Linked DNA regions of Macaca mulatta: region 1 is linked to region 2. The links are chromatin contacts, called in public Hi-C maps. All regions are on one chromosome and are shown on one strand. Each heading gives the region's core, a stretch centred on a gene start, on an enhancer-like site or on the middle of the called end of the contact. The rest is flanking DNA. Distances are from core to core; before and after follow the strand shown. Region 1 holds the start of AP1G1 (adaptor related protein complex 1 subunit gamma 1). Region 2 holds the start of IST1 (IST1 factor associated with ESCRT-III).

The links. Hi-C and Micro-C count contacts between places; a contact is called where the count stands out from the background.
Region 1: a Hi-C map of CD4 T cells shows a contact between it and region 2, with 4 times the contacts expected there. The contact joins the promoter of AP1G1 here to the promoter of IST1 in region 2. A contact is called at or near these places in 4 of 14 Hi-C or Micro-C datasets (CD4 T cells, blood, fetal cortical plate and 1 more).

The regions. Positions count from the first base shown.
Region 1 is chr20:68,064,490-68,070,173 of T2T-MMU8v2.0, forward strand. It overlaps AP1G1 (adaptor related protein complex 1 subunit gamma 1), which reads left to right and starts at 4,409. Exons shown (of 22, transcript XM_077984503.1): 1 at 4,409-4,711. LOC144338327 reads left to right here and starts at 4,661. Exons shown (of 3, transcript XM_077987055.1): 1 at 4,661-4,711.
Region 2 is chr20:67,979,806-67,985,261 of T2T-MMU8v2.0, forward strand. It overlaps IST1 (IST1 factor associated with ESCRT-III), which reads right to left and starts at 1,383. Exons shown (of 11, transcript XM_077984559.1): 1 at 1,297-1,383. It overlaps LOC144337700 (a long non-coding RNA gene), which reads right to left. Exons shown (of 4, transcript XR_013411133.1): 3 at 5,431-5,456; 4 at 2,481-2,611. It also overlaps a transcript of ZNF821 not described here.

The DNA.
Region 1 (5,684 bases), core at 3,159-5,658, 88 kb after region 2:
AAAAAAAAATTTAAAAAAATTAGGTGGGCATGTTGGTATGCACCTGTAGTCCCAGCTGCTCAGGAGCCTGAGGTGGCTCAATATACACTTTTGCAAGCTCATTTTATAACATTGTTTTAGAACATTTCTTTTTTTTTTTTTTTTTTTTTTTTTGAGACGGAGTCTTGCTCTGTCGCCCAGGCTGGAGTGCAGTGGCTGGATCTCAGCTCACTGCAAGCTCCGCCTCCCGGGTTTACGCCATTCTCCTGCCTCAGCCTCCCGAGTAGCTGGGACTACAGGCGCCCGCCACCTCGCCCGGCTAGTTTTTTTTTTGTATTTTTAGTAGAGACGGGGTTTCACCATGTTAGCCAGGATGGTCTCGATCTCCTGACCTTGTGATCCGCCCGTCTCGGCCTCCCAAAGTGCTGGGATTACAGGCTTGAGCCACCGCGCCCGGCCTGAACATTTCTTTTTAAAGTCTGCCATACTATAATAATAAAGTTTTCATTTTACTGGTAACATAGTATTCCCTTTTATTGATGTGCTGTAATTTATTTATCTGGAATTAGGGGTTATGTTTGAGAAGACCGGGAATAAGCCTTCCTAGACGTAAATCACTAGCTGTGGAAACCAAAGATCCCAAGATAATGTGACTATGCTACATACTGGGGCAATTGCTTTTATTTATTTATTTTATTCATTCATTTAAAAGATGAAGAGGTAGGGTGTGGTAGCTCATGCCTGTAATCTCAGTCCTTGGGAGGCGGAGGCAGGTGGATCACCTGAGGCCAGGAGTTCGAGAGCAGCCTGACCAACATGGAGAAACCCTGTCTCTGCTAAAAAATACAAAATTAGCATGGTGTGGTGGCGCATGCCTGTAATCCCAGCTACTCGGGAGGCTGAGGCAGGAGAATCGCTTGAACCCGGGAGGCTGAGGCTACAGTGAGCCGAGATTGCGCCATTGCACTCCAGCTTGGGCGAGAAGAGTGAAATTCTGTCTCAAAAATAAAAGTAAAATAAATAAATAAATAAAAGATGGGGTCTCACTATGTTGGCCTGGGCTGTTCTCAAACTCCTGGGATCAAGTGATCCTCCCACCTTGGCCTCCCAAAGTGCTAGGATTACAGGCGTGAGTCACTGTGCCCAGCCGGGGCAATTGCTTTTAATTTTAGTTGCATGGAAGAAGGGTTTGGTACTAAGATAAATGGGCTGGGCATGGTGGCTCACGCCTGTAATCCCAGCACTTTGGGAGGCTGAGGTGGGTAGGTCATGAGGTCAAGAGATCAAGACCAGCCTGGCCAACATGGTGAAACCCTGTCTCTACTGAAAACACAAAATACAAAAAAATACGCGAGAATCACTTGAATCAGGAGGTGGAGGTTGCAGTGAGCTGAGATCGCGTCACTGCACTCCAGCCTGGCGACAGAGCAAGACTCCACCTCAAAAACAAAAACAACAACAAAAAAAGGGAAATGTAAGTAAAAAAAATACTGAAAAATAGTTTATTTTTTAATGTTTAAAACTCTTTAACGCTCTGCACTTGGCATGGTAGCAAAAAAGCTCTTTCTTCCTTAGGTAGCTGGCTTAATTTTTCTTTTGTGGTTCACAATGATGTACATTTAAATTTGACCTCTAAGCAATTTTTGTGGTGTTCCAAACGGAATACTTTAGCTAACTCTACTTTGCAGCCTGCAAACTTCTTATGTGGAAACCCCAAACTAAGTTTGGCCTGTGTTCCCTACATACCTCAGAGGAAATTGTGTTTTGGCTTCGTTCCACTATTTACTAGCCTTGTAGTCCAGGGTTGCACCGTACAGTAGCAGCGTGGCAGAGGATCTGAATTCCGTAAACATTCTGTTCTTTAAACCACTCGTTGGTGGCTGACTCCACCCTGAGAGTGTAGGTGTGTGTGTAGGTGGGTGGGTAGGTAGGGGTGGTGGAAGTTGGTGGTACCCTATGCTAATTTATAAAATGGCACTCTGACCTGGCGCGGTGGCTCATGCCTGCAATCCCAGCACTTTGGGAGGCCGAGGTGGGCGAATCACCCGAGGTCAGGAGTTCGAGACCAGCCTGGCTAACATGGTGAAACCTCATTTCTACTAAAAATACAAAAAATTATCTGGGCATGGTGGCGCATACCTGTGTAGTCCCAGCTACTTGGAAGGCTGAGGCAGGACAATCGCTTGAACCCAGGAGGCGGAGGCTACAGTGAGCCGAGATCACATCATTACACTCCAGCTTGGGCAACAAGAGGAAACTCTGTCTCAAAAAAAAAAAAAAAAAAAAAAAAAAAAAGGCCGGGCACGGTGCCTCACGCCTGTAATCCCAGCACTTTGGGAGGCCGAGGTGGGTGGATCATGAGGTCAGGAGATCGAGACCACCTTGGCTAACACGGTGAAACCCCATCTCTACTAAAAATACAAAAAATAGTCGGGCACGGTAGCGGGGACCTGTAGTCCCAGCTATTCGGGAGGCTCAGGCAGGAAAATGGCGGGAACCCGGGAGGCGGAGCTTGTAGCGAGCCAAGATCCGGCCACTGCACTCCAGCCTGGGCGACAGAGTGAGACTCCGCCTCAAAAAAAAAAAAAAAAAAAAAAAAAAAGGCACTCTTTAACAGAACCCCAGTGGAAGAGGGGAGAGGATGTGTCTTTTAGCCAAGTCAGTTTCTTGGAGCCTGTTTCTCCTTATTTGTAAAGCTAAGTTACTTATGTTTGACTAGCCTGACTCAGGAGGTTGTCCAGAGGATCAGATTAGATTACACACATGAAAGTGCCTCATGAACAATGTGATATCAATATTTAATAATAAAAATGATAATTATTATCGCACCCATGGCCTCATTTCTTTCCAGCCACTTGGCATGCCCCCGTAGTTCAGGGACAAAATTGTACAGATGGGCCTGCTTGGTTCAACTTTTTTCGTGTGTTTTTGAGACAGGGTCTCACTCTGTCGCCCAGGCTTGGCTAACTGCAACCCCTGCCTCCGGGGTTCAAGCGACTCTCCTGCCTCAGCCTTCCAAGTAGCTGGGTTTACAAGTGCCCACCACCATGCCTGGCTAATTTTGTATTTTTAGTAGAGATGGAGTTTCACCATGTTGGCCAGGCTGGTCTCGACCTTCCGACCTTGGGAGATCCGCCCGCCTCAGCCTCCCAAAGTGCTGGGATTACAGGCGCGAGCCATTGCGCCGGCCTACTTAGAGCAATTTTTGTAAAGTATTTTGAATCCGTGCATGAAAATGACTAAGGAAAAAGGTGCAACCTTCTCTCTATGACACCCAGGTCCTAAACTCAAGATTTGTGGTTAGTTCTGGGCAGGCTGGTGGCTCACACCTGTCATCTCCACACTTTGGGAGCCCGAGGCAGGCGGATCACCTGAGGTCAGGAGTTCAAGACCAGCCTGGCCAACATAGCGAAACGCTCTCTGTATTAAAAATGCAAATATTAGCCGGCTGCGGTGGTGGGAGCCTGTAATCCCAGCTACTTGGGAGGCTGAAGCACGAGAAATTGCTTGACCCCGGGAGGCAAAGGTTGCAGTGAGCCGGGATGCCGCACCTGCACTCCAGCCTGGGCAACAGAGCGAGACTGTCTAAAAAAAAAAAAAAAAAAAAAAAAAAAAAAAAAAAAAATTGTGCAGTTGGTTCTGTTCTGTTTGGCACCCAGCCTGGTGCTGTGTTGTATTGTACTTTGTTGCCAATCTAGCGGAAGGATTTTGGTCTAGGTAGGTCACCTTTACTTTAAACAGGCCAAGGTATCAGGCCCCCTTTACGTTCACACGGAAAAGACTCGCGTCATATGTTAGTAATTATTTATCAGGTTAGGAACTGTCTGGTTAGACTTTCTTTGGCCCTGGTCATTAATTCATGGAGTCATAGACCGAAAGCCCATTCCGTAAGGGTTTCAGCTAACATGAGTCCAAGTCTTCTTTCTACATACGAGGAAACGGAATCCCTGGAGTTTAAGTGACTTGAGCTGTGCATGAACCGCGGTACTGGGCGTGGAATCCATTCTTGTGAGTCATCCTCTTAACTCTTCGTAAAATATGTTGCAAAGACACCATAAAACCATAGAATACCACCTGGAGCATGCTCCTTCAGTTAAAAAGAAAGCAAAAATCTTACAGGAGACAGCAAAGAGTTTGGGATGCCCGTGGATGAACACCATTTCATCTCTGCTATCTTCTCCGCCCCCACCTGCCTCGCCTGCTCCCACTTCCTGGACTACCTGACCTAGCTCCGCCTCCTCCAGGTGGCCCCACCGCTTCCTGGTAGCCCAGCCCCTCCCCCGCCTCCCGCCAAGCGGAACCAATGTCTGTCCGCTCTGGGGTCGGCCGGATCTTTCTCGCTCAGACTCTTCGCAGCGGTGACTCGGCAGCAGCGTCTCGCGTCATCAGTGACAGCCCTGACCCTTGCTACGCTTTGCGTCGCTCTGCCAGAAGCAGTCGCCTCCTCCTTGGCAAATAGTCCTCGGCAGGGTCCGAGTTCTTGGTTAATCCGAGAGGAGAGGCACGAGAAGTTGCAGTGCAGGGACACGGAAGCGACTAGACGAGGAGGCCAGGGATCGAAGTTTCCTCAATAGTGTGTGAAGTTAGTTAAAAACTCTCTTCTTCCTTAGGATCCCTCCGCCTGCAGTAGCAGTGGTGAGGCCGAGGGAGCCGCCATTTTGGATGTTCGGTTCCTGCTGCCACTGCTGCCGCCGCCCCCGGAGCTGCTGGTTTCATTCGAGGTTTCGGGCCGGTGAGTGTCACTGGCGGCACTTAGAGCATATTGCTGCTTTTGCCCCGCCGCTGGCGCGGGCGCTCGACCGGAAGCTTCCTTTCAGTTTCAGGGGTCCGGTCCCAGGCTGTGGGTGTTGAGAAGAGAGGACAGAGAGGCTGGGCCAGGAGGGGCCGGGAGCCCCAGGGGCTGCTCCGACTTCTGGAGGGCCGACCCCGAGGCCTCGGACCGGGAGGTTCCGCGCGCAGCGGTGTTCCGGGTAGTGGCGTTGCCCCGCGGGTACGGGCCTCCTTGAACCTTTGACTTTCTCAGGCTGCGATCTTTGAGGGCTCATTCAGGGAGCCTGGGGTTTAGCGCGGCTGGCCCCACCCCCGCGTGTCTTCTCTGAGCCACGTACCAGCGTTCTTGTGTCTTGTACCCGTGTCAGGTCTCTCAGATAACTCTCAGCATTTCCAAATGCCCAGTTAATCGCTGCCTGCCCCTGCAGTGCCGTCCTGTCGGAACCAGACATCGGCCTCGCCTCTCTCTAACCTTCCAACCAACTTCTTTCCCAATTTTCCGCGCGCGCGTGTGTGTGTGTGTGTTTGTTGTTGTTTTGTTTTTTTCAGCCTACCTGCGAGTGTACTGTTTACCCTTTTCTCAGCTCCTGGGCCTGCGGACGTCAGCGTCTAATAATTCTCCCGGGCTTCCTGATTGCCTGAAAGAGTCGGGACGATTCAGTTGATTGTTTCCCGGTTAGGAGACTTGGTGTAGGAGATCCATCGAAACACTCGCTCAGAGTGTGCTTCAGCAGTAATGTTTATGAGGCAGATTAAATGGCTTTTGGGAGGCGGGAGCTGTCAAATGTTTTCTCATTTGTGGATTCCCTTCCTGTGCTGAACACTTAGCTTTTTGGTACTCACTGACACTTGTGTGGTGTTTTTTTTTTTTTTTATCCTCCCCTATTACATATCCCTGAGCATGGAAATCTGTCCATGGAGAAAAATATTAATCT
Region 2 (5,456 bases), core at 133-2,632:
CCTCCTACCTCAGCCTCCCAAACTATAGATCCGGGCCTCAACGCCTGGCTATTTTTTTTACTTTTGTAGGGGTTTTGCTATGTTGCCCACGCTGGTCTCCAACTCCTAAGCTCAAGTGATCCTCCCATCTAGCCCTCCCCAAGTGCTGGGATTACAGGGCTGAGCCACCACATCTGGCCACTTTTATCTTCTAATGACTATTATCAAGTCCTCCTATCCCAGAAGTTCTTAGGAAGCAAATTTCCCACAAACTATTGACTTGTAGGTACAAAAGCCAAAAGGCTTCTACTGGGAAAGGAAAGGGAAATATATACATATATATTTCAACTATTATTTTGTTAAATTAGAAAATACAGACATAGGAGGGGTATAGATAAAACAAGATTAGGCAAGAGTTGATCGTGTTTGAAGCTGGATGAGGATTCACTGTACTCCTGTCTGCTTGAAATTTTCCATAATAGTTAAAATATTACGTATAATTTTAAAATTCAAGTTTCCCCTAAAGATCTGTTTAAGACCAGACTTTAAGTTTACTACGACAGAGAGTGAAGCTACTGTGTCTTTTGTAATTAAACCTACAGCTCCTGAGTCCCGACCCTCCTCAAAGTTTACGCTGTTGAGTTCCAAGAGCTCACCTCCAGCACCCCGAAAGAGGAGCGCCGACAAAAACAAACAGGAGAGGCGCAAGGATCCTCCCAAGATCTCTCACCACACAAGCAGGGATCCGAGAAAGCGGGCAGAGGCCGCTCCTTGCTTCAATGAAAGAAAATGTAATTTTCTCCGGCCAAAGTGGACCCAAGTCCGGCCCCCCAGCCCAGGAACAAGCCCAGGAAGCCACCCCGCCCACTGGAAGCGTCCGGGATTCAGGGGCATCTGCCTCTCGCAGCACTGGAGGCCCCGACCTTCCCGAAGTCTCTCCAGGCCAGAAAAGACGGGGTAGGGGTGTCGCCGAGGAGCCCTCGCCGAGGCCGCGGTATTTCCGCCCCAGGGAAGATACACCTCGGGGCAAGAGTACTACGGAAAGTTAAGCGGCTTCGGGTATCCAGGACTAGCGGCCTCCGAGCCGCTCGCGGTCCTGCCACGCCCACCCACCCAGGCATGGGCAGCCTCCTACGCCGCGGGCCCTCGAGGGCCTGACCCCCGGTCTGACCCCCACTCCCACGATCCTTCCCTTTCTCCTCAGCTGCCCCCTCCGAAGTCGTTTGAATCCCGGGCCCTAGCGCTAGAGACCGCTAAATCCGGAGCGCAAAGGGAAGAGGAAGAGGAGACCTCTGACGCCGAGGATGCCACACTCACCTAACCGAATCCTGCCGTGAATGCAGCAAACACCGACTTCAGAATCTGGGTTCAGCATCCAAAATGGCGGCTCCTCGGCCTGAGAGCAGCAAGCACGAGCGGAGGGATCCACGGGGCCGAGATAGCCACGCCCTCCTTTCTAGGGATTGGCTGCGCGATCGCCGCTGCCGGGACCCACGCGCTGACTCGGGGCACCTTCCCTTGGTTTCCTTTGGAGTTGGCGCGGCTGGGGACTACTTCCCGTGGCGGAGGCACGGGAGACGATGGCAGACGCGACACGCCGACTGAGTCAGCTGTTGGGCCGTGCCCTTAATTTCGCTCTGGGCGAGGTGAGGCCAGCAATGGCTGCTGGTTCTCGGACTCTGCGCTTATGGCCTCACCGCGCCCAGTGCCTTGGTTCCGGATTCTTCCATAACCTGCTCCCAGTACTGCCTCTGTGACGCCGGGAGTTGCTCCCTGAGATTTGTTGCCGCCCTTCGCTGGACTTTCGCCCTGGGTGGAGCGGCCGGGCGGGTTTCGAAGCCTGCGTATCCCTGACTCTTCACCCAGAGCCTCCGAGTCCCTCTACTGGCTTTTCGCGTTCCCCCGCCCCGCTTTTAAGCCGTCCGGTTGCCCTTTCAACCAGCATCGCTCCGGTCTGTGTGGTGTAATTTAGTAGTGTTCCCCCAGCACCACATTCTCTGGCGATTTCCCTAATTTATCTCGGTATTCAAAGAAAACTTTTTCTTTGGTTACCTTTCAACTTATCTCTACTTAAGTTTGGAAGGGGCCTTCCCAGCACTTTGAGAGGCGGGGCGGGAGGATCTCTTGAGCCCGGAAGTTGCAGACCAGCCAGGGCACCGTGGTGAGACCCCATTGCTTAAAAAAAAAAAAAAAAAAAAAAGTTAAAAATTAGGGAAGCAGCAATGCGCACCTGTGGTCCCAGCTACTCGGGAGGCTGAGGCAGGAAGATCGCTTGAGCCCAGAAGTTCGATGCTGCAGTAAACCGTGATCACGTCACAGTGCTCTAGTCTGGGCTACAGAAAAAAAAAAAAAAAAAGGCCAGGTGCGGTGGCTCACGCCTGTAATCTCAGCATTTTGGAAGGCCGAGGCAGGTGTATCACCTGAGGTTGGGAGTTCGAGACCAGCCTGGCCAACATGGAGACACCCCGTCTCTACTAAAAATACAAAATTACCCGTGGTGGCCGCATACCTGTAATCTCAGCTACTGCGGAGGCTGAGGCAGGAGAATCACTTGAACCCGGGAGGCGGAGGTTACAATGAGTCGAGATCGCGTGATTGCACTCCAGACTGGGCAAGAAGAGCGAAACTCCGTCTCAAAAAAAAAAAAAAAAAAAAAAAAAAAAAAAAAAAAAAAAAAAGGTGGGGGGAAGAAAAAGAAATGAGCCTCTAGAAGGAAGTCATTTGCTTCCTGCTGTAGAGGCTGCATCTGACTCTTGAACCGGGGCAGTCATATGACAAGTAGGAGCTAGCCGTTACCATAAGATGTTGATATGAATTTGGAAATACTGTATCTTTATAACCATTTGCAACATTTCAAGATAAAACCAGGTTCCATGCCGGGCGCGGTGGCACACGCCTGTAATCCCAGCACTAGGGGAGGCTGAGGCAGGTGGATCACCTGGGGTCAGGAGTTCAAGACTAGCCTGGCCAACATGGCGAAACCTCGTCTTTACTGAAAAAAAATACGAAAAAAAAAAAAAAATTAGCTGGGCGTGTTGGCAAACACCTGTAATCCCAGCTACTCCAGAGGCTGAGGCAGGAGAATCGCTTGAACCCAGGAGGCGGAGGTTGCAGTGAGCCGAGATCTCGCCATTGCAATCTAGCCTGCGCCATAGAGCAAGACTCGTCTCAAAAAAAAAAAAGTGCGGATATTTTTGGCTGGGCGTGGTGGCTTATGCCTGTAATCTCAGCACTTTGGGAGGCCGAGGCGGGTGGATTACCTGAGGTAAGAAGTTCGAGACCAGCCTGGCCAACATGGTGAAACTGTCTCTACTAAAAATACAAAAATTTGCTGGATGTGGTGGCAACACACGTGTAATCCCAGCTACTTGGGAGGCTGAGGCAGGAAAATCGCTTGAACCTGGGAGGCGAAGCTTTCAGTTATCTGAGATTCTGCCACTGCACTCCAGCCTGTGCAGCAGAGTGAGACCCTGTCTCAAAAAAAAAAAAAAAAGAAAAGAAAAACAAAAGTGGACCAGGCGTGGTGGCTCACGCCTGTAATCCTAGCACTTTGGGAGGCCAAGGTGGGGGAATCATCTGAGTTCGAGAGCAGCCTGGCCACATGGTGAAACCTCATCTCTACTAAAAATACAAAAAATTGGCTGGATGCGGTGGCTCATGCCTGTAATTCTAGCACTTTGGGAGGCCAAGCCGGGAAGATCATGAGGTCAGGAGATGGAGACGACCCTGGCTAACACAGTGAAACCCCGTCTCTACTAAAAATACAAAAAAAAAAAAAAAAAATTAGCTGGGCATTGTGGCTGGTGCCTATAGTCCCAGCTACTCAGGAGGCTGAGGCAGGAGAATGGCATGAACCCAGGAGGTAGAGATTGCAGTGAGCCAAGATTGCGCCACTGCACTCCAGCCTGGGTGACAGAGCCAGACTCCATCTAAAGAAAGAAAAAAAAAAAAGGCTGGGCACTGTGGCTCATAGCTGTAATCCCAGCACTTTGGGAGGCCGAGGTGGGTGAATCACTTGAGGTTAGGAGTTCGTTACCAACCTGGCCAACATGGTGAAACCCTGTCTCTACTAAAAATATAAAAAATTAGCAGGGCGTGGTGGCGGGCGCCCATAATCCCAGCTACTTGGAGGCTGAAGCAGGAGAATCGCTTGAACCCAGGAGGCAGAGGTTGCAGTGTGCCAAGATCATGCCATTGCACTTCAGCCTGGGTGACAGAGCAAGACTCTGTCTCAAAAAAAAAAAAAAAAAAAAGCCGGCGTGGTGACTCATGCCCGTAATTCCAGCTAATTGGGAGGCAGAGGCAAGAGAATCGCTTGAACCAGGGAGGCGGAGGTTGCAGTTAGCCAAGCGTACCACTGCATTCCAGCCTGGGCAACAGAGAAAGACTGTCTCAAAAAAAAATTTTTTTTGGCTGGGCGCAGTGGCTCACACCTGTAATCCCAGCACTTTGGAAGGCCGAGGTGGGTGGATCATGAGGTCAGGAGATAGAGATCATCCTGGTTAACATGGTGAAACCCCGTCTCTACTAAAAATACAAAAAATTAGCTGGGCGTGGTGGCAGGCTGTAGTCCCAGCTACTAGGGAGGCTGAGGCAGGAGAACGGAGTGAACCCGGGAGGCGGAGCTTGCAGTGAGCCGAGATCGTGCCCCTGCACTCCAGCCTGGGTGACAGAGCGAGACTCCATCTCAAAGACTAAAAAAAGGTAAGCTGATAGTATCATTGAGCCCCACCTAACTAAAAGTGACATATATCTTTTTTTTTTTTTTTTTGAGACGGAGTTTCGCTCTTTGTTGCCCAGACTGGAGTGCAATGGCGCTATCTCAGCTCACTGCAACCTCCGCCTCCCAGGTTCAAGAGATTCTCCTGTCTCAGCCTTCCAAGTACCAACTAGCTGGGATTACAGACATCCACCACCACGTCCAGCTAATTTTTTTTTTTTTTTTTTTTGAAATGGAGTCTCGCTCAGTCGCCCAAGGTGGAGTGCAGTGGCTCAATCTCGCTCACTGGAAGCTCTGCCTCCCGGGTTCAAGCGATTCTGCTGCCTCAGCCTCCTGAGTAGCTGCTACAGGCCTGCACCACCACGCCCCGCTATTTTTAGTAGAGATGAGGTTTCACAATGTTGGTCAGGCTAGTCTCAAACCCCTGACTTCGTGATCTGCCCGCCTCATCTTCCTAAAGTGCTGAGATTAAAGGCGTGAGCCACTGCGCTCGGCCGATTTTTTGTATTTTTAGTAGCGATGAGGTTTCACCATGTTGGCCAGGCTGGTTTCGAACTCCTGACCTCAACTGATCCACCCGCTTCAGCCTCCCAGGGTGCTAAGATGACGGGCGTGAGCCACCGCGCCCAGCCACCATGATTCCTTTCTTCGTTTAGAAAAGTTGCTTTCCACTCAGGGGTTGTGAAGATTTAGCGATCACCACCTGTGTCCTGGGCTTTAACAAAACCTACCTGTCTATTTAGATTCTGTAATACAT